Regions from separate parts of the Mus musculus genome. Here regions 2, 3, 4, 5, 6 and 7 are each linked to region 1. The links are chromatin contacts, called in public HiChIP or PLAC-seq, Micro-C and promoter capture Hi-C maps. All regions are on one chromosome and are shown on one strand. Each heading gives the region's core, a stretch centred on a gene start, on an enhancer-like site or on the middle of the called end of the contact. The rest is flanking DNA. Distances are from core to core; before and after follow the strand shown. Region 1 holds the start of Clic4 (chloride intracellular channel 4 (mitochondrial)). Region 2 holds the start of Id3 (inhibitor of DNA binding 3). Region 3 holds the start of Stmn1 (stathmin 1). Region 4 holds the start of Paqr7 (progestin and adipoQ receptor family member VII). Region 5 holds the start of Mtfr1l (mitochondrial fission regulator 1-like). Region 6 holds the start of Pnrc2 (proline-rich nuclear receptor coactivator 2). Region 7 holds the start of Srsf10 (serine and arginine-rich splicing factor 10).

Evidence for each region. Promoter capture Hi-C pulls out the DNA fragments that hold promoters and counts their contacts. A called contact is a pair of places that touch in the nucleus more often than the background predicts. HiChIP or PLAC-seq counts read pairs in DNA pulled down with a chosen protein or histone mark. Capture Hi-C pulls out chosen DNA fragments and counts their contacts.
Region 2: a contact with region 1 is called in a promoter capture Hi-C map of pre-B cells, with 2.5 times the contacts expected there. The contact joins the promoter of Id3 here to the promoter of Clic4 in region 1. A contact is called at or near these places in 1 of 39 promoter capture datasets (pre-B cells), 1 of 115 datasets of contacts at active chromatin or transcription factors (extraembryonic endoderm stem cells) and 1 of 9 other capture datasets (adipose tissue).
Region 3: a contact with region 1 is called in a Micro-C map of embryonic stem cells, with 7 times the contacts expected there. The contact joins the promoter of Stmn1 here to the promoter of Clic4 in region 1. A contact is called at or near these places in 1 of 39 promoter capture datasets (liver), 1 of 484 Hi-C or Micro-C datasets (embryonic stem cells), 1 of 115 datasets of contacts at active chromatin or transcription factors (pancreatic cancer cells) and 1 of 9 other capture datasets (liver).
Region 4: a contact with region 1 is called in a FOXA1 HiChIP or PLAC-seq map of pancreatic cancer cells. The contact joins the promoter of Paqr7 here to the promoter of Clic4 in region 1. A contact is called at or near these places in 2 of 115 datasets of contacts at active chromatin or transcription factors (embryonic stem cells and pancreatic cancer cells).
Region 5: a contact with region 1 is called in a promoter capture Hi-C map of liver, with 2.7 times the contacts expected there. The contact joins the promoter of Mtfr1l here to the promoter of Clic4 in region 1. A contact is called at or near these places in 1 of 39 promoter capture datasets (stem cell-derived epiblast-like cells), 1 of 115 datasets of contacts at active chromatin or transcription factors (astrocytes) and 1 of 9 other capture datasets (liver).
Region 6: a contact with region 1 is called in a promoter capture Hi-C map of liver, with 5 times the contacts expected there. The contact joins the promoter of Pnrc2 here to the promoter of Clic4 in region 1. A contact is called at or near these places in 3 of 39 promoter capture datasets (liver and pre-B cells), 1 of 484 Hi-C or Micro-C datasets (CD4 T cells) and 1 of 115 datasets of contacts at active chromatin or transcription factors (effector CD8 T cells).
Region 7: a contact with region 1 is called in an HNF4G HiChIP or PLAC-seq map of pancreatic cancer cells. The contact joins the promoter of Srsf10 here to the promoter of Clic4 in region 1. A contact is called at or near these places in 2 of 484 Hi-C or Micro-C datasets (both in embryonic stem cells) and 3 of 115 datasets of contacts at active chromatin or transcription factors (effector CD8 T cells, embryonic stem cells and pancreatic cancer cells).

The regions. Positions count from the first base shown.
Region 1 is chr4:135,270,861-135,274,254 of GRCm38.p6, forward strand. It overlaps Clic4 (chloride intracellular channel 4 (mitochondrial)), which reads right to left and starts at 1,900. Exons shown (of 6, transcript NM_013885.2): 1 at 1,658-1,900. The coding sequence starts at 1,729.
Region 2 is chr4:136,142,001-136,145,394 of GRCm38.p6, forward strand. It overlaps Id3 (inhibitor of DNA binding 3), which reads left to right and starts at 1,822. Exons shown (of 3, transcript NM_008321.2): 1 at 1,822-2,178; 2 at 2,294-2,376; 3 at 2,880-3,392. The coding sequence starts at 1,879. The coding sequence ends at 2,353. Gm42329 (predicted gene, 42329) reads right to left here and starts at 218. Exons shown (of 2, transcript NR_168524.1): 1 at 132-218.
Region 3 is chr4:134,466,837-134,470,230 of GRCm38.p6, forward strand. It overlaps Stmn1 (stathmin 1), which reads left to right and starts at 1,484. Exons shown (of 5, transcript NM_019641.4): 1 at 1,484-1,593; 2 at 3,267-3,339. The coding sequence starts at 3,327.
Region 4 is chr4:134,494,923-134,498,316 of GRCm38.p6, forward strand. It overlaps Paqr7 (progestin and adipoQ receptor family member VII), which reads left to right and starts at 1,839. Exons shown (of 2, transcript NM_027995.3): 1 at 1,839-2,114.
Region 5 is chr4:134,533,630-134,537,023 of GRCm38.p6, forward strand. Mtfr1l (mitochondrial fission regulator 1-like) reads right to left here and starts at 1,758. Exons shown (of 7, transcript NM_029759.4): 1 at 1,621-1,758.
Region 6 is chr4:135,872,124-135,875,517 of GRCm38.p6, forward strand. Pnrc2 (proline-rich nuclear receptor coactivator 2) reads right to left here and starts at 1,723. Exons shown (of 3, transcript NM_026383.3): 1 at 1,551-1,723; 2 at 772-976; 3 at 1-331. The coding sequence starts at 313.
Region 7 is chr4:135,854,506-135,857,899 of GRCm38.p6, forward strand. Srsf10 (serine and arginine-rich splicing factor 10) reads left to right here and starts at 1,566. Exons shown (of 6, transcript NM_001080387.2): 1 at 1,566-1,786. The coding sequence starts at 1,722.

The DNA of each region.
Region 1 (3,394 bases), core at 650-3,149:
TCCCCATTTCTTCAGGTTCCTCAAAAGTATTGTCTGCCACCTCCAGTCGCAGACATTGTGATATTTTGAGAGCCCTAAGCCTTTTCTTTCCTAATGCTGCGACAGTTTAATGCAGTTCTTCATGTTGTGCTGACCCCCAACAGTAAAATTATTTTTGGTGCTACTTCATAACTGTAACTTTGCTACTGCTATGAATTGTAATGAAATTGTCTGCATTTTCCAATAGTCTTAGGTGACCCCTGTAAAAAGGCCGTTTGATCTTTCAAAGGGGTCTTGACCCCCAGTTGAGAGCCGATGCTCTAGACCAAAAAAAAAAAAAAGTTCTAAAACCAGCAACTAACAGAAAACACTAAGGCAAACATTGTTACCACCCTGCAGATTTCTGCCTTCCATCTCTGGAACACATCCTTCGATAATTTCCGCTCTTTCAAATTAAAACTAAGAAAGGGCAGACTTTAGTACTGGATGCCTGTTGGACTTCTAGTGTTGCCAGTTTCGACCTAAGCCTGGATATTTAGTGGCTAACAGAACGAACGTCAGGGTTTCCAAGGAGGCTCAGTAAAGCAGGGGACCCAGATGTTTGTTGCGTTAACTTTTCCCTCCTTCGCTACGCCCCAAAAGGGAGAGGCGCGGAGAGCAGTCAGAGAAGCGTTTCTAGGCGAAGAAGGCAGCTCCAGGGTTTACAAACTGAGGAGGGCGAGAGGAATGAACCTTTTTAAGCCCGAGAGAGCGGAGAATTCAGGTTTTCTTTCAAACCAAACGGGCTTGCCTGCCGAGGTGGCAACAGCAAACGAAAGCGGCCAAAAGGTTGCATCATGTGAAAACAGGCGCGCTAGAGAAACAAGAAAACCAGATGGTGGTAAAACACCGGACAGGAAAACCCAAGTCGGGAATCTCTGTATTTTCCGGAAGCCTTGGGGCATCCACCCTTCTTTTCGCTTTTTCTTTTCTTTTCCTTTTTTTTTTTTTTTCTTCTTCTTTGCAGTTAGTTGCCTGGGTTTTGGGTGTGTGTCCGGAGGCTCACATTTGTAACCCAGGCTGGCCTCGAACTCGAGGGACTCCTCAAGCCTCTACTGCTGGGTCATAGCCGAGTCACCACGCCCGCATTAAAAAAATTCTCCCCTCCCCCATGCGGGAGGAGGGCTGGGATGAGGGTCCCTCCTATCCCAGGCTTGCCCTGGGTTTACTAAGCAGCCAAGGCTGGCTCTGAACTCGGGATCTTCCCTAGACCACTTTTCCCAACTGCTGGGTTTACGGCTCCCGGGTCCCTCCTCCCCTTTACTTTATTTAACATTGTATCAAAGTTAAAGTTTCAGTTTCACCCGGGCCAGGCGCTAGCGTTCCAGTAAGTTGGGTGAGCTATCAGCCCCGCGGCCCGAGGCTGGGGCTCGCGGCGGGGTGGGGTCGGACACGGCGAGGAGGGTGACAGTACCCACGCGGCGCAGCTGAGGCGCGTCCCGCCCTGCGGAGTCGCCTCCCTGTCGCCGCGCCCGCAGGGTCCGCCAAGGTCCCGCTGCGAGGCGGGAAGGCGCGGAGCCCAGACAATGGGAATGAGCGCGGGAGGTACGGCGCCGCCTCGGGCTGCGGGGATGCCGCGTGGGGGCGCTTCGGGGTGCGGGGACGTCAGCCCGCGTCGCTCGGGACGGTGAGCGCTCACCTTGACGAAGAGCTCGATGAGGGGCTCTTTGTCCTCCTCCTTCAGCCCGTTCAGGGGCATCGACAGCGCCATGGCCGGTTGGGCTGGGCTCCGCGGACGGCGGCTGCGGCTGTGGCTCCGGGGCTGCTGTGGCTGCGGGTTCCCGCCGCTCGCTCACTCGCTGGCTTGCTCGTTCGCTGGACAGTCCCGGCGTCTGGCTGCCCGTGGCCTCAGATCCTCAGCACCGCCTCACGCCTCGCGCGCGACTCTGAGGGGGTTGCGGTCCCGGCCGCTTCAAACCGCTGGGCGGAGCCCTATGGGCGGGGCGTGGGCGGAGCAGTGGCCAGGATCCTGCAGGGGTGGGGGGGAAATGGGCGGGCCACAGCTGGGGGCGTGGCCTCAGGCGAGGAAGACAGCGGAGCGCTCTAGCTTCCACGGACCGACCACTAGGGAGCCTGGAGGGCGCTGGGGGCGCGGCCTAGGCTGGGCAGCGCGGATTGGCCGGGAGGTCCCCCCGAAGCCACGCCCCTCAGGGGGTGGGCGGGGAAGGTCCCTGGAGCCGGAGCCTGACACCGCCTCTCTCCGCGGCGCAGCTGCTGCTGGTTGGGTGCCAAGTGACCTCATGCGGCGGCCCGCCTCGCGCCCTCTCCCCCGCTGCAGCCGCAGGGACTCATCGTCCCCTCCGGTTCCCGGGGCGGCGGCCTCCTCGGCTACTTCTGTTAGGCGCGGCCGCCTTTTCCTGGAAAACTTTTGCGAAAGTTTTCATGTCCTTAAGAACTTTTTAATCCTTCTGACCGCGGATCTCCTTTCGTGATCCTTCTCTATTTGAAATCAAGATACTCAAAAGTTCTTGTAAAGTCGTCCTGTGTCCCGGGCTCTGAATTAGGCCAAAACGGTGGGACAGCGTCCCGCTCCAGCACAACCCCAGTGCTTGAGGCAGCGCCTGACTCTGAAAACGTTATCCGTGCTGTTTTGCCCCACCTGGACCGATTCCTGTCTTCCGTTCACCTGGAGAAGTTTAATGAGTCACCTGAGTGCCACTCAGCGCGCAGGGGCGAGTACTTTACACCCTGAGGACAGGGGCCTGAGACACGCGGTCTACTGCGGAATTGCCGTCAGTGAATGTCACCTTTGGGAAATTTGCCTTCTGGTTTTCCTTAATCTGCTCATTCTGTGGTACCTCCCAGGCTAGGGTGATGAGTGAGTTGATTAGAAAGGCTAAATTGGGGGATGGAAGCGGGGTGTCATGGTTATCTCACATCCTCTGTGCCTAGTGTGGATCAGAGTGCTTCAACAAATTGGAATGATGTGTAAAAATGCAGTGCAACCTGCAACTACTTTATCCTCACTCAACCCCATCTCCAAGTTGCTAGATTCTGTGAGAAGGATGCTGTGCCCCAGCAATTAGATCCATCAATGCTCCGGAGTAAGGCTGTTTTAAGTTCACAGTTTGGCAGTGGCCTTAAACACCCTAAACCTCGGCCTGATTTGGTGACATATACGTGGCTCTCAGGTGATGGCTCAGGCAGGAGGGCTGAGAGTTTGAGGACAGTCTGGGTATATTGCAAGACTACCTCAAAATAATAATAATAATAATAATAATAATAATAATAATAATGGCAGTCAAGATGATTCAGCAGGTAAAAGCGTTTGCCTTGCAAGACTTCCAACCTGGATGTGATGTTGGGGCCATCTAAAGGTAGAAGGAGAAAACCAACTCCAGAAAGCTTACCTCTGACTTCTACAGAATGCCATCAC
Region 2 (3,394 bases), core at 572-3,071, 870 kb after region 1:
CTGTCTTCTACCGAAATAGCTGTCCTTGAGAACTTGAATATTCCCAGGAGAAAACTTTTCAGAGACTTCTTTCTTGGGACACAGGGGCCTGTGGTATGATGGAAAAGAATGAGGCTCCGAGACTGGCTTACCTGTGATGTGATACAGGACTCGTTTTATATGCCCTGTCCCCGGCCCTGTGCTGGTCCACACTCCTTGTCCAACTGTCACACAAGCATCTGGTGTTCTGAGTCAGAAAGTATTTATAACAATCCCTCAGTGCCCTTTCTCTCTGTCTGTCTCCTCATACAGCTGATCAAAGCCGTGGTATCTGGGTTTGCTCAAGATTATGTGTCGATAACCAGTAAATAGCAGAGCTGTCCGGATTGAACCCAGGGCTTTGGCTCCCTAGACCGATGTCCTTCCAATTATTGGAACTGTCCCAGCTCAGAGGTCCCATTGTCCTGTTGATCAGTGCCACACACTACTGAACACTTAATTGTTTCCTGTGTTAATCTTGTCCCCAGACATTGTGAGATTCTTGAGAGCAGGAGCCTCTGTTTCATGTGAAGCAACTCCATAAATATTTACCAGGCTGATTGATTAAGAAAGCAATCTCGTGGCTGCAAAACCCCACCTGTTCTCTCCCAAGATGGAAACCAGAATTTTGGAACTGCTGAGGCTTCGGGGTCTGGGAAGCAGAGCCAGGCAAAGAATAGAGTGCACTGTCCTTTTGCAATATGGGATTGCCTGCCTGCTGGCTGCTCTCCTGCTCTCTCAGATGGGTGGCTGGGGCTACTTCAGCAGGACGAGGAATAATCATGTCCAGGTGGCTGCCCTTCCACAACAGAAAGGGACAGACAACGCGGCGATGAAATTGTTATTGTTTTCTACAGAGTGTGCAAAGTGTGCAAAGGGAGGGAGGCTGTGCAGAACGAGGAAGCAAACGCTAGACAGCTGACCCATTTGGTTCTATGTATGCCCGTGGAGGGGACCTTCTAAAAGGGTTTATGCAGCAAGCACCCCCATATTTGAAACCTTGTCCAAAATCCTAATCAAATTCACTTCCAAAGCACAACCGGGCATACATTTAGTTCCTAAAGGAGTTCTCGGTGGAAACGGTCCATGCTTTTTCTTTCTCCGTGGAAAAGGACTGGGTCCAGACTGCTCTTATCCTCTTTCCCCTGGTGCTCAAATAAATAGTGTTCTCTGCTTAGACCTCCCTTTCCCTCCTTCTTCTGCAATCTCAGCGCCTAGCCCAAATCTGTTTTCTTCATTGTAACCTCAGCTTCACCGCAATTAATTTTTTCCCCCTCTGGTCACAAGATAATTCCTGACGCCAGTGAGTCTGGAGGTCAGACGAGCAGCAAATTGGGGAACAAGGCGGCACTAATTCCTTACAAGTTTCCCTTGAAAATTCTTGAGAGAGAGAGGAGAGAGAGATCTTTAGTTGTTCAAGGGATTTATGACCTCAGAGCTGTGGGTTCGAACCAGTATTGGGGGGAGGGGACCTCAGAGAACTTGGGCGCCTCCAGAAAAGGCATATTCTTAAAAGTTAATGGTTTTAAGTGATTTTTTTTTTTTTTTCAAATCTGTGCTGGCTCAAGAGCCCCGCCTCTCCTCGGTATCAGCGCTTCCTCATTCCTCGCATCCGAGGCTCCGCTGTCCTCGGCGTCAGACCAGCCTAAGGAAGCCTGTTAGCAATTTAAACCCACTGTGAACGCCCAGGACCGGGGAGGCGGTGCCCAGGGCGGGCGGGGGTGGACCCTTGGCGGTCTGTTTTGAATAAGGGGGTGTGTCCTAGAGAGGACTCTATAAGAGTCGGCCGCTGCAGGCGTGCGCGCACTGTTTGCTGCTTTAGGTGTCTCTTTTCCTCCCTCTCTATCTCTACTCTCCAACATGAAGGCGCTGAGCCCGGTGCGCGGCTGCTACGAGGCGGTGTGCTGCCTGTCGGAACGTAGCCTGGCCATTGCGCGAGGCCGCGGTAAGAGCCCGTCGACCGAGGAGCCTCTTAGCCTCTTGGACGACATGAACCACTGCTACTCGCGCCTGCGGGAACTGGTGCCGGGAGTCCCGCGAGGCACTCAGCTTAGCCAGGTGGAAATCCTGCAGCGTGTCATAGACTACATCCTCGACCTTCAGGTGGTCCTGGCAGAGCCGGCGCCTGGACCCCCGGACGGTCCGCATCTCCCGATCCAGGTGCGAGAGGGAGCCAGACCAGGCTGCTCTGAGCGTGCGGGCAGGGATGCTGCGGGTCTTCCCTATCGCGTCCCCGAGTCCCTTGGCTAACTCGTCTCCTAACCTTCTTTCACAGACAGCTGAGCTCACTCCGGAACTTGTGATCTCCAAGGACAAGAGGAGCTTTTGCCACTGACCCGGTCGTCCTGGCACCTCCCGGTAAGCTTTCTCCTGGCGCGGGCGAGGAGGGAGGCTTGCATGGGAAATCCTGCCTTTGACAGAACATTGTAAGGCTTAGGGTTCAGTCGGTTTAGGGAAAAAGCCAAGCCACTGAAAGGCAAAAGCCTTATCTATAATCAGTTAGAATAAACGACAGAACCTATGTCAATATCACGTGCATTCCTTAGACACGCTGTCCCTTCTCATCCCGGGTGGCCAGAGCCCAGGGCAAGTGGGCGCGCGGGTCGCACCAAATGAGCCTTGGAGTAAAGGAAGCCCTCCCCCCTTTCCACTAGTGTTATTTCTAAGCGGGAGGGGGAGTGGTGACTCCGCCTGTGGTCCTTTGGCGCCAACTGGGTGGAGGCAGTGTGGGGAGCGGAGTTATCAGCTGGAGGTAGAGACCGAGTTTCCTCCCTGGCGCCGGCCAGTCTGCGGCATCCTCCGCCTGGGCGCGCTCGGCGGAAACTGACGGCTCCCTCGCTCTTCTCTCCTCCCCCGCCCAGAACGCAGGTGCTGGCGCCCGTTCCGCTTGGGACCCTGGGACTCTGGGACCCTCTCTCCAGCCGGAAGCCTGAGGGCATGGATGAGCTTCGATCTTAACCCAGCCCTCTTCACTTACCCTGAACTCAACGCCTCGAGGCTGGACCTGGAGCCCGAGAGAAGGACTGAACTTGGGTGGCCTGAAGAGCTAGCACACGCTGGTCAGCAGCTGGGCAACGTCACTCTGTCCCCACCCTGACTCAAGTCTAAAAGACTGGCTTTTCCGAGAATGGGGTGTCGAGAGGGTGTGGGGGGATGCGAGTGGCTGCCCTGCGCACTCTGCCAAGGCAGCATAAGAGCTGTTCTTCTGGTTTCCTTGGAGAAAAGCTCTGCTGCCCTGATTATGAACTCTATAATAGAGTATATAGCTTTTGTACCTTTTTTACAGGAAGGTGACTTTCTGTAATCATGTGATGTATATTAAACTTTTTATAAAAGTTAACATTTTGCATAATAAACCATTTTTGAACACTTTGTG
Region 3 (3,394 bases), core at 234-2,733, 800 kb before region 1:
TGTGTTCCCCCAGCTTCTCAGTTTTCAGAAAGGTCTAATCCTCGTTCCTGTCCAGTTCTAAAAATGACTTCAGGGATCCATTCTGAAAGTTGAAGCATCAGGCCATTGTGAGACTGCGTTCTGAGAGGGAAAAGCCTTCCACTGCGCAGAACTGGCTCCTGTTGTTCACATGCTAAGCAAGAACCACTTAGACTGGCTGGGGCGGGGGCAGAGGGAGACTGACCCCACGCAAGGGCAATTGCTGGAAAATATGCCTCTATAAGCATATTCCAGACAACTGTACTTTGCCAATTGCTTGCTTTGTACGTTGTCTGCACAATACAGTTTTCACTGTCCTGTATGCCTATTGTATTTTATCTCGGGTGCTTCCCTCTTGGTTAAGCAGATGTAGGATTGTTTTAAAATTAGGATTGTTTCCACAGAAGCTGTTGTATGTATGGGTTGGCTTTTGAGAGACCAAATCCATTAATAAAATGGTAAACCCAATGAAGAGTTTCTGAGCAGGTGCTTTGGGGAAATGACCACCTCGTGGGGACACAGCTTTGGTCAGCAGAGAGAAGAGGTTCTTAGACAGACAGGGTCACGCTAATTTCCTTTGTGTCTCTGCTATAGTTTTGCTTTATCCCGGCCAGAGGGAACCGTGACCTTGTGGCTCCTTTTGTTTACATTCTCAAAGTGAGCCCAGCCCCGCTCTAGGGAGCACGTGCTTTCAGAACAAAAGGAGCAAAGTGTATCTAGAACTGCCATCGCTCTTCCCTTCCCTTTCCTGTCACCGCAAGGCTTTAGCAGTCCAGATGGAGTCTGCCTTTAAGCTTAGTGGCTTTGTTAAACCCAAGATCAGATTCCAGAGCCTCCCGCTGTCCTGCCTAGATCCCAGTGTTTCCAGCTCGGGAGGCTGAAGGGTAGAATGCAAGTGGCCAAGGGAAGAACCACGCCCGTAATCTGCCAGTAGGAAATGGGTTAGGGACTGCGTTGTTGCGCTACAGGTGACAAGCTGCCGTGTGTCCGTGATAGGACACCGAGGGTAGAGGATCGTGCAGGGGCGTGGAGTGGCACTATCTTGTCACAGGGTTTCGGGCGTTTTAGGCGACCGGGAGGGGTATGGCATCAAAAGGGATATTGCTTAGGGAGCCAAATAAACTCCTATGGCTGGGTAGAGGTAGAGTCCAGTCGGTCGAGGTCTAAAAGAAGTAGGTTAGGACCGACCCCTCCCCTGCTCCTCACCTCGCCCTGCAGTTTTCCTAAAGAGAGTCCCATAACCGATTCAGTCCTGCGGCCGCAGCCAAATGCTCTTCCGATCAGAGACACCCCACCCACCCACGCTAGTCCCGGCTAACACCTAGAGAGACCCCCCACCAGGAGTGCCCCACCCCTAGCATTGTCCTCCTGCCCCCCTGGCCCGGACTACAATTCCCGAAATGCTTCTCTCCAGAGAGGCGGTGCTCTCCAGGCTTCGGGGCGGGACTGGCACGTGCCGTCACCCGCAGCCAATGCGGAGCGCCTGGTCTGGGTCACGTGCCGCTGTTTGGCGCTTTTGTGCGCGCCCAGGTCTGTTGGTGCTCAGAGTGTGGCCAGGCGGCTCGGACCGAGCAGGTGGGTGCAGGCTTGGCTTAGGCGGAGGCTACGGCGGGCTGGGGAGCAGCCGGGAACGCGGCGGGTCCCCCAGCCGGGCACAGGAGATGGGCGGAGACCCCGAGCCCCAGCGGGTGGGGGGCGTTGGTCTTTTGTGTGGAGCTCGGGCGGAGCCTTGGCTTTTGTCCCTATTCCCTGGAGATGCGGGCTGGAGGGGAGGGGGCGCGGCCAGCGCTGGGCTTTAGCCCGGGTGCGAGCGTGGAGACAATAGGAGGCGTGAGCCGTCCTCTGCATCTACCGCCCGGCGGGCGCGGCTGTTCGGGGGGTCCCCATTGTCTGAAGGAGAGCGAGGCTGGGGGCGCTCGTGCTGCTGAGGGGCGGCGCCCGCCCGGTCTCCCGGGGCTTCGGGGCGGTGGTCCCGGACAGCTCTGGGCACTCCGTCAGTGGGTGAAGGCCGTGCGACCGAGCCCTCTACAGCCACCCCAGGGCTGCGTGTCCGCGAGGTGTTTTTGGCGGGAGTTGGGGGGCAGACGGCCGCGCGCTGCCAGCCCGAGAGGGGCGGGGCCACCCCGGAGGACCGTTGGCCCCGCCCATTCTGTCGCTGCCCACGCGCGCGGGCTCCCGAGCGTGGAGAGGTTCGCGGAGATTCGAAAAGGCGCGGGGAGCCGAGGGGCGGGGCCAGGGGCCGGAGCGTAGGGCGTGTTCTGATTGGCCCGGGCCGCCAGCCTGCCCGCCTGGGCCAGGACCACGCCCATGCTGTGTAGTCTGCTGCGTTGGGTGCTCTGCTACAGATAAATGCATTTTTTTTCGTTGCTTCGTTTTTGCAGTGTCTAGTGTTTGGAACCTTTAGTCATACGCTTCGGGGCTAAAAGAATGGTGATCTTTTTAAAAAAAATACTCGAGAACTGTTGAAAAAAATGTTTGCGACATAAGGCATCAAATGTGACAAACCTCAGGCGGGTGTGGTGGCGCTTGTCTGTAATCTCAACACTCAGAAGCTGCCCCCCCCCCCCGCCCATGTATGCATCGAACATGGAACCCAGGGCTTTGCAAATGTTAAGTGTTAACCCAGTGGGCTAAACCCCACCCCTCTACCCTGAGGAGGCTGAGGCAAGAGGATTGTAATTTTACAGCCAGCCTGGATTAAGTAGACCCTGCCCTCAAAAGAAACCTAGAGGTTCATACAACTTCATTTTCTCACTGTGAGGCTAGTAGCTTAAACCCTAGGAACAATAGGACTTGAATATCATTGGCTGCCAGCTTGGGTGTTATTCACCGTGGCAGACACAGACAAAGCAGGGGTGGGTATTTCAATTGCACAATGAGTTGTAGACAGAATTAAGATGGCTCCGATCTCATTGTTGGGTTGAATCTGGAATATCTTATGTTGGGCAGGACAAAAACATTAAGGGACGGAATTCTTCAACCTTGTGATTGAACCCCTGAGTTTTGATATTCCAAGATTTTCTTTCTTTGAAGAATATCATTTAATTTGATTTTCTGCTGCCAGCGTTACTCAATGAAAATATCTCAATATGTCCCAGTGTTTCTAGATTGATATTTTAATGATGTTTCTTGATTTTCACATAATGATTTTCCTGACATTGTCAAGGGTGTGATTTGAGACCCCTTTGTGCTGATGACATAGGAGAAATGTGGAGAAATTGATTGCATGCTTTGAAAAATCGTTCCAGGGCTTTCCTTGCCAGTGGATTGTGTAGAGTATACAGCCAGTCTCTTGTCTTCTGTTCGACATGGCATCTTCTGGTAGGTAATTGATTTAGAAAACTGAAATCAGGGCGGGCTTATGGCTTTAGAATAG
Region 4 (3,394 bases), core at 589-3,088, 780 kb before region 1:
AGGTCACACTCTGGAACCTGTTTCCTCAGACACAGACAAAGACGGTGACAGAGTGTGCCATAGATCAACAGCATACCTGAGAGGCCCTGCATGGAGCTGATAGGCACTGACTGGCTAACCACAGTCCTCACACAACTGCTGGGCTCTCAGAGGGTCATGGCCAAACGACTTCTCTCTTGCAGGCAAACCTCCTGAGTCACTTCCCAGAGCCGGAACCGGACATAGCTACAGCCGCCTGAGCCTGGATGCACCTTTCCCGGCTCTAGGCCTCGACTTTTCTACCCATAAAACAGTGGCCACCACATTCACCTCAAAGGAACTTTCGAGGTTTGAAGAAGGTCATAGAGAAGGCCCCATGGCTGCTCAGAGCTCGCTTCCCCACTGTGTAGAGTGGTAGACACAGAACCTGTTTCAGGGGATGGTTTAGATCAAGAGAGGTCGTCATGGCAACTGCTTGGCTCACCGCTTGCCACAGGCCAAGAACATTACATATAAACCGTGGATTTGAAAACAAACCAAGAGGGGACAGGATGTGGTGGTGTATGCCGGAGACCTCAGCCTCTGCTTCACTTGTGAGCTCCAAGCAGGAGCTGGGTGAGACTCTGCCTTTAAAAACATACAAATGAACAAAAAACATACCACCTCTGACAAAAGCCAAACCAACCGGAAACAAAGAATCAAAGCAGTGAGAGCTTGACCTTCCTGCCAAAAATAGAAGCTGAGTCCGAGGCTTCTTCTAAGTCCTTACTGTTTGTTTTGTTTTGTTTTGTTTTGTTTTGTTTAAGATGGGATGTCTTTGTTTAGCGCTGGCTTTCCTGGAACTAGCTCCATAGAGTAGGCTGGCCCAGAACCCAGAGATCCCTTGCCTCTGCCTCTGGCTCCTGAGTGCTGGGATCAAAGGCGTGTGCCACCGCTGCCACCACTGTCTGCAAAGTCTCTCATTTTTATTCATCCTATCAGGACACAGTCACCATATGTTGCCCAGGCTGCCCTTGAACTCCTGGCTTCAAATAATCCTCCTGCCTCAGTCTCCAGAGTAGTAGGCACGGGATGGCAGGCCTGTCGGCTTGCCCCATGGATTCAGGAAATGTGGGCGTTTGTCTGAATTTGTTGAATGAGAGGCCAGTCTCTCACATACAATTCTCTTAAGATAATATGCTCATCACAGTACAGAGGGAAATTTTGCAGTTTCCAAAGACCTTCATGTCCACCGTTTGACCTAAACACCTTGTCAAGTGGTACTGCCATCTCTATAACACTGAGGCCCAAAAGAGCAAGGTTTGTCCAAGGTCGCAGGGTGAGCTGGGGTAGCAACAGGCTTCAATCCTGTTAATGTGTCAGGGCTCTAGACTCAAAAGCTCAGTAAAGGACAGGGCCCTAGCCTCTACCAATCAGGCCTCTTTACTCAAGACCCGGTCTGGTACTCCATTTTTGTTAGGTATGAACACCACAGAAGGGGCAGGCACATGAGGCACTGTAAGAAAGTATTTATTGGAGGCATACCCTGCCTATAAAAACCCACTGGGCTGTTCACCTTCTCTGCTGGTCCCATACCTGGAAGATGTGACAACCAGGAGTGGTTGTTCTGACAGAGATCTAGACAAATCAGGACAGGGAAAATGTCAGAGATCACGGGATGAGACTTTGATAAGCCAGAGAGCCCAGTTTGGGACGCAGCTCCCCAGGGAGAGCGACATCTGGACTACAGTAGCCCTGTGAGGCATGAGCGGTATGTGCTGAGCTCAAGCTTGCCTCAGAGCTCTTGGGACACTCATCCGACTCTCTTGCAACTATCACAGAGCGAAGCTTGCGCTTTGGGGAAGTGGGTAAACTCTGCAGGAGTCTGCAGCCTCTTATCTGAGCCTAGGTTCTCTGGGCCTTCTATTTTCAGACTGTACTGTGGCCGCAGGAAGTCCCGGGATGCGTCGTGGAGTGACCCCTCCTGCAGTCTGAGCTTGCATAACGCCAGGCGAGAAGCTGCAGACTGGCGGAGGCGGCTGAGCTCCCGGTGCCCAGCGCCGCCCTCCGGGCTTGGGGCGTGGCCGCTACCCCTTTATCTGCGACTCCAGCGCGGGGGACGCAGCAGACAGCTCCTAGCTCTGCTCTGACCACAGGTGAGACTGCTCCTGGAGATCCCGGGGCCGGGCCGGGCTGGGCTGGGCTGGGAGTAGAGAAGTGCTCCCCCGGCACGCGGGTTGGGGGTGTGCTCCTAGCTGCATGCGTGCGGTGCCCAGTGGCGGAAGTGGGCAGGTGGCAGAAGATGGGGCGAGGCCGAAGACAGCAGGACCCTGACAGCCGGACAGTTATGTAGGGGAGCACCTCCCGGTAGGGGTGAGGAGAGGTCACCAAGGGAATTAGCCTCAAGGAGGGGACCGGAAGAAGAAACGTTTGAGGTCACCCCACCCCCGGAGGAGCAGTGGGGGGGTCACTGTAAGGGAGTGGGGAGAGCAGAAGGATTATGGGAGGACCAGAGGTAGCATGCCATGGAGAAGGAGGACCAGGGCTGGAGTAAAGCCTATGAGCTTGTGGCTTGTGGAATGGGGAGAATAATTCAGTGTCGTCTGCAGAAGTTAGGCATGGGAGACAGCCTGTGCAGCAGGATCACACCCTGGGCAGGAACAACCAACCTCACAGGCTATGTGCTGCATTCTAGGAGCGAGGTTATAATGGGACAAGAAGGAGCAGGGGTGGAAGTGTGTGTGTGTGTGTGTGTGTGTGTGTGTGTGTGTGTGTGTGTGTGTGTGTGTGTGGTATGTTTTGCAGATCCTTGTGGGGGAACCCCCAAGGAAAGCTTTAGAGAGGTGGGAGGGCTACCAGGCCAGAATATTGGATCCCTTCCCTAGCGTCAGGAAAGCCAGATTGCCCTAGATAGGAAAAGAGACAAGGCCCCACCACCACCCTCAGCCTTAACCTGGGGGATTTCCTCCTAGCAGCCCCTGAAGCCCCTTAGGCTGCCTCAGGCTATGCACTGAGAGGAGGCTTGGTGGATTCCCCAAGCTGACTGTTCTTGTTGGGTACCCGGGGACACCATGATGAAGATCTTCCCTTTCAGGGTACTCCTTGGAACCGTGGGAGTGTCTGAACTTTGGGGGAAAATGTCCTTAACATTTCCATTCTGATCACGTTACTGAGTACAAATGGAGACCCACAATGCAGTGTGAAACACCAATAGTTTCTTGTTCAGTCCTGGAAGACGCGGAGGTAGCCTTTTCTTTAAATTGGTTGAGCTGAATTGGAGAATTGGTTTGCAAAGGGGGAGGCGACCTGGTTGCTGAGAGACCCGAAAGCCTGCCAGAGCTTGTCCCGTCTACGTTTACCCACACTGGGTGCCCAGAAGTTGCCTGGAGCCTTGCTTCTGGAGTTAGTTTTAGACAAATGTCGGCATTATCGTTCC
Region 5 (3,394 bases), core at 508-3,007, 740 kb before region 1:
CCCAGGGCCCCATGGTGAGTTTGGAGAGACTAGGAAAGTGAAAGTCTTCTAAAGAGGACAGAGCATCCCAAGGGATTGCAAAAGGCAGACCAGAGGTCTTGTGAGAGTCACTGGAGAACCTAGGTCTGGCTCTCAACAGTGAGGAGATGAACTGGATGGTCGGCATCTCTTAAGGGAGAGCTGGAGTTCCTCTTCTGCCTTAGAGAGTTGTCATGAGAGTATACATGGAGAGAGGAAAGAACTTGTCTAGCCAGTCACCAAATGGCTGTTCAGTGGACAGTGTCTAAAGTCTGGTCCAGGTTCTGATATGTGCAGCCATGTTCAAGCCTACAAAGTCCCTGTGTGCCAGACTTCTTGCTAAAGGCCACTTAACTGTGCTACTCCTGCCATTACGCCCTCTCCTGTCCTGCTTCATCTCCAAAGACTCCAACCGAATCTAAACCTCGGGTTTAACAAGCTGCCGGTTCTATTACTCTGGTGTTTAAATCTTTCAACTCTCTTCTAGACTCCACAGTCCTGCCAGCAGGATATACCCCATCTTCCAGCTCTCTTAAGACCAAGCTCTAATACAGTTTGGCAAGTACACGATCTGCGACCATACTCACTCCCTAGTCTTCTGCTGGGGCCATGCTACTACCGGGCTACCAGCTCCCAACACACCTATCTGTGCCCCAGTCTATACCACTGCCTCTGTGGGACCCAACTTATCCAGCTTATCTCAGTCCCTCAGCACCCAGCTCATCCATCACTCTGTCCCTGGCAGCCTGGGGTTCGCAGTTCACTCCGTGGCAGCCTGGATCGCCTTCCGAGGGTGCTCAAAACAGAAATGGAAGTAACCGAACGGCCCATATCCCGGCCTCCGGCAGCCGCTGTAAGCACTTGGCTTGCTTTTAAGAAACCGCTGTAGGCGACACTAACTTGGCTTCGAGGCCCCGCCCCCCGCGTGCCCGCTAGACGCTCTAGCCGGTTCCGCAGCCCCGGCTCTCCCTCCGCACATCGGCGCTGCCGCAGCTCCTTCTGCGCTGGCCGTGCCCGCGTCTTCCCGTGCGGCCACTCTCGGCAGACCCTCTCTGCTCCGAGAGCGCCTCGACCCGGCAGGTCCTGGGCCAGGGAGAAACTTTAGCCCAGCGGTGCCCGGCGGACACCCGGGCAGAGCGCGCGAGGGTCTCACGAGGCGCCGGTGGCCAGCAAGATGCAGCCCCCTGCGCCCTCAACGACGGGTCCCCACCCCCGCGACGGCGACCCGGCCCGGGCCAAGGTCGGCCAAGTTCCTACCGCGCGTCCAGCGGCCCTTGGACCCGCGGGCCGGGCCGGGCCGCTCAGTAGCCTCCAGGCCGGCGTAGGTCCCAGATACGCCGCGCGGCCCGGGGCGTACCGCGCTCCAACGGCTGGGGCGACCCCAACCGCTGGGTGACACGGCCAGCAACTACGCCTGGGGACCAGTGCCCTCACCGAGGGGGGCAGACAGCGGCGACTCCCGCGAGAACTTGCACGGGAACAGGGAACGCGTGCTCCCCTGCGCCGGGACGGAGACGCCGGCGACGGCCCAGGGCGCTCACCGAGCCCGTCTCCTGTGGGACCCCGCATCGGGCTTAGCCCGGACTCCAGCGCCACACTCACCTCAGCCCCTCCTACCCCAGCGGGCGGCCCGGCCTCGAAGTCCCTCACTTCCGCTGACCCGCCTCCGGAAGCAATCATTTGCAGCTGCGCGGCGAGCACCACGCCCAGGAGAGGCGGGCCTAGAGAGGGGCCCGGAATGGACGCGGGCTCTGAGTGGACGGCAGACCGGCCAGGAGGCCACACCCCTCCCCGGGCCACGCCCTCACCCCTCCGGGGGAGGGCACGAAGTCTGTGCGCGCATCCCGCTGGAGTTTTCCTCCCAAGTTTAGTTGCTGCCGTAGGAGTTGCTTCCCGTGTTTAGTGTCAACAAACTTCTGGGAAGCGGTAGTCTGCCAGTGTTGCTGCTCAGCACTGGAAATAGTCCATACTCCTGCTGCAGATCTCCGAATCCTCTCATCTTGGCATTTCAGCCTTTCCTATCTAGTCTGGACCCTCGTCCCATTTCATGCTCCCCCAGATACATCCCCCAGCAAAAATGGCTGCTTTCGCCTTTCAGGCATGCCCTCCAGTGCTTCGGAATAGCTGTCTTCTATTTTAAAGTTCTCTGTCTCACACACGCTCATACACGTACACACGTGTGCAGCATAGTTCAGTCTGTTAATGAGATGGGTGGATTGATGGCACTCGGAGACACCAAAGCTCTCAAGGTCGCTCTTTCTACCGGTCTCCATGGCATCCAGTTAATGGGCATACACTTTCTTCTCTGCACGTGGCTTTGCCTGACTCACCAGTTCTCCCAAAGCCTATAATCCCCACCTGCCAGGGACAAATCTTTTGGATTCGTGGGTGGACAGCTTTGTGCAGTCACAATGGGCATTATGCCCAGACCTGCCTTACTACACCCATACATGCTTTATTTCTCTATTGTTGTCCTCTGGAAATTACAGTTATATGTTGCTGAAGAACGGGTACTCTTTGGGAAACGTGTCCTTAGGTGACTGAGTTACACAAACATTATAGAGTGAGTACGTACACACACCTACAGAATATACTACATCCTAGGTGAATTGGTAAAGCCTATTGCTCCAGGCTACAAAAACCTGCACAGTTGCAACTGTGCTAAATCCCAGGGAAGTTGTATCACAATTGTAGACATTTACTTCTAAACACCGGTAGGGCACATGCCAAGATAGATAGCTGGAATTTCTCAGCTCCTTTTTGATTGTTGGGTATCACTGTCAGATAGTCTATCAGCGACAAAGCCACTGATAGAACCTAGTGGGGAAACCCCCACTCAATTCCCGATTCGGTGTGCACCCAAAAAATCACGAAGGACCATCTTGATGGAATTAAATGAGGTCGTTTAATTACGGAGCTCCGGACCGACATGCATCCCACACAGGAGATAACGGATGTCGGCCACGAGGCTGGAAAGCTAGGGGTTTTTATGGGGTAAGGGGCTTAGGGGTGTGGAATTCAGCATAGCAACACACTATTGGCTTATTCAAACATCAGGAGAAAAATTACATGTACGTGCAGGGTGTCAGAGTTCTGTGAGTTGTTGACTCAGTTCAGATAGCCCTGTTATGTCCTCACATTCCTCTTTATCTTATGGTCAAGATGTTCCCAGGAGTGTTTTAACTACGGGGAATACCCAGGTTTGTTTTTCTCTTTTCTCAGCCCCAGACAGCCTCTAGGCTCACAAACAACCAGCAATTTCTGAGTACTTTATATGACTTACAGGTCTTGAAATTTCATCTTTCTTTCACCACCACTGTGTGGCATCTGACCATTTAAACGTTTCTTATGGGTTTGTGTGTATGTGTGTGTGTGT
Region 6 (3,394 bases), core at 473-2,972, 600 kb after region 1:
GTGATGGTGGTTCACTAAATTTGGCTCCAGCATAGTTCTGACTAGCTTGAGACTTAAAAAGCAAGCTAGGACTTGATAAACCAGCATTCCAGTTGGAGTTGTTAGAAAGGCTCTTGGTCTTTCCCCCATTTTGCATGGCCTGCCATGCTGCTGCTGCTGGATTGTACCCATGTCCTCGTTCCTTTTTCTTATGAGCAATCTTCGTCTGGGAAGAATTCTGATCCTTGCTCTTCTGTCTATTTTGCTGTTCTTGGTTCTTACTAGCATTTCTAGATTGAGGGTCTGGAATGTTATACCTCTCTCCGCCACCCATCTTCAGCTTCTTTGTCACCTGTAAGTAAATACATGTAAACAATAAATTCCACATGTTCCTTGTGATGTTTCCATAGTTCCAGTTCTAGAAGTGTTGAAGAAAATATGACAAGATGGCATTAGGCTCGACTTCAAAACCATCTACCTCAAAAAACTAAAGTCGTGAGCTAGATACCAGTTTGTGAAATTGAAAGAAGAAAAAAATTAAAGCAAGCTCTTCTTTCATTCTTTGTACAAGCTAAAAGAAATAACCCCACACACCGAAAGCCACCCGTGGCTGGTGGGGTCTCCTATACCAGACTGGCCTCCAACTTTAAGCAGTCTTGCCCCAAACTCTGGAGTGCTGGAATTACAGGCACATAATACTGCAGCATCGCCATGCATGGCCGCTGACCTTAATAGTTTAGAATTGCTTCACTCCTAAGATAATTGGCCCCACTGTGATGGGAATCTTTATACCTTTCAGTTTGCTTTTCAGATTGAAGGATTTCCACTACTTGTCCTCTTCCTTGCTGCCAAGCCCAGGATAAGAGACGTTGCTTTCTGCTAGATCCTTTCCTTTGTCTCAGTACACAAGTTTTCATGAGCCAGTCTGCTGATTTCAGCCTAGGAGCTGAGGTCCACATCGAGTCTCCTCAGCACACAAGTTTGAGAGAAGTCCTAGCTAGAAAAGGAAAGAGAATTACTTGAAAATAACCCCAAAAAGTGATCTTTTAGACATTCTACAGAAATGGCTGTCGCTGCTTCCTCAAAGCTTCATAGATGATGTATGAGACCACGACTTTCTTTGACCTCATAAATATCAGCTTACAACTCTTGGGGGCTTACCTGCAACTCTTACCCGTTTTAAAGTGAAACTAGGACCCGCACAGCCATTTCCACATCAAGGTTCTGTTCCCAACAGCGCGCATCGTGATTTCGCCTATGACTCCGGTAACGGGTGCCATAATTTTTCACAAACCATAATAACCTTACATTCCTAAAGATCACGCCTCTAAGGGGAAAGGTTTCTCTGTTCTAATTAGCAAACACCCTCACAAGGCTGAGAAGCCTCCGACTTTGTAAGTCAGAAGGCCCGCACTCGCAGTCACCCGCACAGTGAACCTGCAAGCTCGCAGCCTCAGCCCGCGGCTCCGCTCCCAGGGAGTCGGTCGCACCCGACCGGCCTCACTTCCTCTTCAGCCAGGCCCAACAATGGTGCCCGCGATGGCCAACATGGCCGCCCCCGCCACACTCACCGACTTCGAGCGGCGGCGGCGGCGGCTCCCTCTCGACCTCCAAGCCTCCTTCCCTCTACAGGGAGAAACGATGCACGGATCTAACAGCCCACGAACGAGTCACGGATCACAACTCCGTCTGGGGACCAACCTCCTACTGCCTTTCCCGACAAAATGGAGGCCGCTGCAAGCGCGGAAGAGGACCGGAGACTGTGCAGCCAATGAGGACGCGGCAGCGCGTCCCGCGGCCAATGAGACGCCAGCCACCGCCTGTTGCTGGGGCACGCGGGGGGGGGGGGGAGTGCGGGGTGGCTGTTGTCATGGTTTGAAATCCTGCGGGAGGAGCATGTCGGGAATAACTGGCCCGCTTCGGGAGCCGCGCTGCTGGACTTTCCCCGGCTGGCGGAGGGCAGCTGCTCTTCTGCTGGCCTCTGGCAGCGGGGCCCGTACTTTACTTCCGTGACCAGACCTCTGCGCGGCGCCCGTCTTTGTTCCTGGCCCTTTCTGTCCTGCGGTCACTGGGCCAGCCCCAGAGCTGCCGTGGGTCATATTCACCCCACCCAGAGCCCGGCAACTATTTCTGCACATGACCACCTTCCTTTTTTATGTCTCCTCTGATCTAGCTTCACTTTTTTCTCGGTACCTGAGACTGTCACTACTATCAGGGCCTGCTTTTTCTATACACAGCACTTGCTGGATCCCTACACATTTTTTGGTCTTGTTTCGAAAGTGGGAAAACTAGAGAAAAGAAATATACCGCTCAAGAATGACAGCAAGGTTCGGGAAAGAAAGGAGAGATATCTTTTGTTTAAGAGAAAAAGAAAAACGTGTATCCTAGAGTCAACATTTCAAGGGTGAACACCAATTTCAGTGAATAATTCTGGGGGTAAATGTGCCAGGTGTCTTGCCTCATTCAGGCCTGTAATCACAGCTTCTCAGTTTTGAGGTCAGTTTGGAGTACATAGCAAAACCCCCATCTCAGCAAAACAAAAACGTTTCATTGGCTCCAAATTGTGATGCAAATAAGACACACACACTCACACATCTATCTATATAGCCATTGCTGTCCAGAATTAAGTTGGTCCAGAATTCTGCAAGCCTGTCCAAATGCATCTAGGGTGTTTTATCTGCTCCCTACCTCATGCTAGACTTTTGCTTATGTCATCTCATTCCAGTCTCAGCAATTTTAAGGGCAAGGTGCTATTCTGATTTCCAGTGTTCTTGGATTCAGGACATCTCAGTGGTGCCACACTTCAAAGCATAATGCTACAGTGAGTTTCAAGAGCCTGGGCTCATGTGCCCTTCTTCTCTGTGCCTAAAAGGTGCTTGACATAGAGGACACCATTACCCACATTGTCGGAAAGCTTGGGTGCCATGAAGCCTGCCTGTGTCCTGCCACCTGGCTGAGCCTGCTCTCTCCTACAAGGTCAGCGTCAGGCTGCCCTTTGGGAGAGCATGGTTCCGGCATTCACCATGTCTTAGCACTGTCTCTAGCTCATTAATAGCTACCAGTCCACAAGAGCTCCAAACTCTGGACCATGTGTAAAAAAGAATTCCTTCTTCGAAATATCACCGTCTGCCTGTCTGATTTTGTTTGGTTTGTGCATCGCATGCTTGCAGTGTCCTGGGAGGCCAAAAGAGGGTGACAGGTCCTCCGTAAGCCCTTACAGAGAGGCCTGCCTCTTCCTCTCTAGTCCTGGCACTAACCGTAAGCCCTTACAGAGAGGCCTTCCTCTTCCTCCCTAGTCCTGGCACTAACAGCATCCGCCACCATAGCCAGTGGATATTTAATTTAAAGCATTCATCTTGCCCACACTTATCTAGTGCCTGCTTTGGGAAAGAAAGAAAAAAAGAAACCTCATCTG
Region 7 (3,394 bases), core at 316-2,815, 580 kb after region 1:
GCAGCGCGTGCTCTTAACCGCTGAGCCACCTCTCTAGTCGCTTTCGAACAAAAAGATTTGCAGCAACTTATTCCCCCACCCAGATGACCAAATTATAATTTAAATCAATTATACCATCTTGCAATAAAGCAAAGATTCAAACAAAATACTGAAGACGCATTCCCAGCGGGCAGTACTTTCCTGAAGGCCTTCGGTACAGCCTCCTTCACACCACTCCTTTGGCAGAGCTGCTGTTTGGTAAATTGCACAACGTGCCCAAAAGCCTGGTGGTCAAGGGGTGTTGGACTTCTTGCTTTTCTTCTTGGTCATACTCTCATTCTCTCCGCAGTCCTCATGTTTACCAGAGACTGTGTGATGTATGTGAGGGAAGTGATGTGTGCATCTTCTCACTCATAAGTTTGAACTCCGTAGATATTAACGCATATAAGCCATATTTAAAAACAGGGCGCTGGGCAGTGGTGGCGCACGCCTTTGATCCCAGCACTTGGGAGGCACAGGCAGGTGGATTTCTGAGTTCGAGGCCAGCCTGGTCTACAAAGTGAGTTCCAGGACAGCCAGGGCTGTACAGAGAAACCCTGTCTCGAAAAGCAAGCAAACAAACAAACAAACAAAAAACCACACACACAAAAACAATAATAAAAATCTAAGTGTATTGCCCACTTGTGTATGGGTGCCCTAGGAGGCCAAAGAGGGAACTAGTAACAAAGCACTGAGCCCGCTCCCTCAACGTGGGGAATAGAGGGGAGGAGGCGCTAGAGAGAGGGAGGGGAGGGAGAAGAGAGGAGAAAAAAGGAGAGGGAGAAAAGCAAACCAGCTAGCCAAGGTTTTTTTGTAGCTGGGGAGTCCCATGATGAGGACTGAAAGTTGGAGGGGGACTGGAGCAAGAGGGGGACGATGGGCCGGGGTGAGTGGGCAGTGTCTGTCTTAGGGTGCAGGCAGGTCTGTGGGAAGAAACTTGGCTAGCAAATCCAAGGACCTAGATTGGATCCCCAGAAAACAACAAAGAGACAAACACCACCTCTTCAAGGCTGGAAAAGGGGTTCAGGCACCTTGCATGTGAGCAACAGAGACAAGGACAGCAGGGCCCGGGTCTCACGGGGAGGGAATTGCGTGCCTAGGTGACGCGGATGTGCAGCAAAGGCAGAGAGTTGCACGCACGGCACGCCGAAAGCTCTGCCCCTCCCCCAAACCCCACAAAGAATCTCTAAGTTCCTCTCTCTGGCCAGAGATCTGATAAGAAGCCCAGGCGCAACTCCGAACAGCGGATTCCGGAGCAGCCTCTAGCTGGCTCCGAGGCTCCCGAGCCCGGTCATGGTAGTTTAACCCGAGCGCTCGCCGAGAGGAGGAGGGATGGCGGGCTCGGCCGGGCGGGAAAGGGCGGGAAAGCGCAGCGCTAAAGAAAGAAAGAGGGGGAGGGGAGGAGCCCGCGCCTGGAGCCAATGAACGGCAGCGAGGCCGCGGTGCGCGCGTCAGGCCGGCGGCGCGCGCACGCCCAGAGATCTCGCGGGAAAAAGCCGTTGTCCCCCTCCGCCGGTGCTGCGGGGCGGGAGGTGGGAGGGGGCCTGGAGGCGGGAGCCAAGTCTCGCGAGAAGAGGCAGTTGCCGTAGCGGAGCCCTCTGGGTCTGTGCGAGTGTGGTGTGAGTGGATGTGAGCCGCCGCCGGAGCTGCGGACGGTTTGCCCGAGCCCGTTAGCGCCGCCGGCCCAGAGTCCCGCCGCCACCATGTCCCGATACCTGCGCCCCCCTAACACGTCTCTGTTCGTCAGGAACGTGGCGGACGACACCAGGTGAGCGCACCGGAGCAGCTACTGCGCGGGGGAGGGAGGCCGCGGGCGCCCGGCGAGCGGCGGCCGTGGCGCGGGGGAGGGGCGGGGCGAAGATGGCGGGGCCCGCGCCGGCTCTAGGCCGCGCCGCCGGCCTGCAGGAGCAAGGGCGGACACCGGGCCGAGCGCTGGCGAGCGAGCAGGCGTGAGGGCCGCGTGGCGGGCATTCGGGGGCCCCGTCCTCCCCCGCGTGCTCGGCGGCTGGGCCGAGCCGGCGGGCCGGACGTGTGTGTCCCTCATGGATCCGACGTCCACGTTCCATGAGGTGCACGCCCCCCTCGGCCTGAAAGGGATTTTTGTTGTTGAAAACGGGAAAAGGGTTGCCAGGCGGGGCGGCCCAGGCCAGCACTCGGGGAAGCCGAGGCGGGAGGATCGGCGCGAGTCGGAGGTCAGCTCGGGCTACGAAGTCAGAAGATGGAAAAGATGCGAGTGGGATAACGGGATAGCGGAGGGGAGGGTTTGCAGCTCCATCTCCCCCATCTGTGTGGATGGTGATGAGTGGATTCGAGATTGCTGTGGGGGAGAGGAGTCGTGGAGATTGGGGCGAGTGTAACAATTTTTCGGTTAAATGGAGTGATCCACGTGTTTTCGCGGAAATCTCTTTGAAAACGAGGTGCTGGAGAGACCGCTCCCGTTAGGGACCTTCGTGATTAACTTGGGTGAACGGAGGCGGTACTTTTAATAAAAGTCCGCCTTGTCTCCGGGCGTAGCCCCAGCACTCAGAAGACGGGTCTGGGAGTTCGAGTCTCGCCTGGTAAAGGGCTTTGTTTTCACAGCTTGTCCTTTGCTTTGAATTGCCTTCGGAATTTTTCAGAAGAGATTTTTATCACAGGATTACTCTTCGTGTTCGTACAAAATAAACTCCGAAGAAAAACTGAGGTTTTGGGTTTTTCTTGTTTTGTGGAGTTTTGTATCCTCTTTGTCATTACGCATAAAACAAAAGTGGTTAATTAACGACTTAAAAATTTTTCCATTTTGTCGTTTTAATACTTAAGTATGAAGTATGTAGATACTGTGATGGTTTTATTTCAGATTTTTAATGGCTGACCCTGTTGAACAATTTTAGCGTAAGCGGGGATGTGATGGGAATGCTTAATGCTGGAAATTGGGTTCCAAACCAACTTGACTAGAATGAGACCTGCCTTAAAACAAATATACAATACTTTTCAGAATGCTAGAATATTTGATGATTGTTTTTGCCATTTATTCGTTTTTTTTTAAAGACAGTTTCTTTGTAGCCTTGGCTGACCTGGAACTTGCTCTGTAGACAGGTTAGCAAAAATCCTCCTGCCTTTGCCTCCCAGAGTGCTGAGAATAAAGGTGTTCACCACCAGCAGCAGTCTTTCAGTTTTTAAAAAAGTTGAAGACATGCCCTTTATGAACAGTGAAGACCCGGGTTTGTTTGTTTTGGTTTTTCGAGACAGTTTCTCTGTAGCCCTGGCTGTCAAGGACTCACTTTGTAGACCAGGCTGGCCTCGAACTCAGAAATCCCCGTGCCTCTGCCTCTGAAGTGCTGGGATCAAAGGCGTGCGCTTTTTTTTTTTTTTTTTTTTTTTTTTTGGCAGGGTCTCA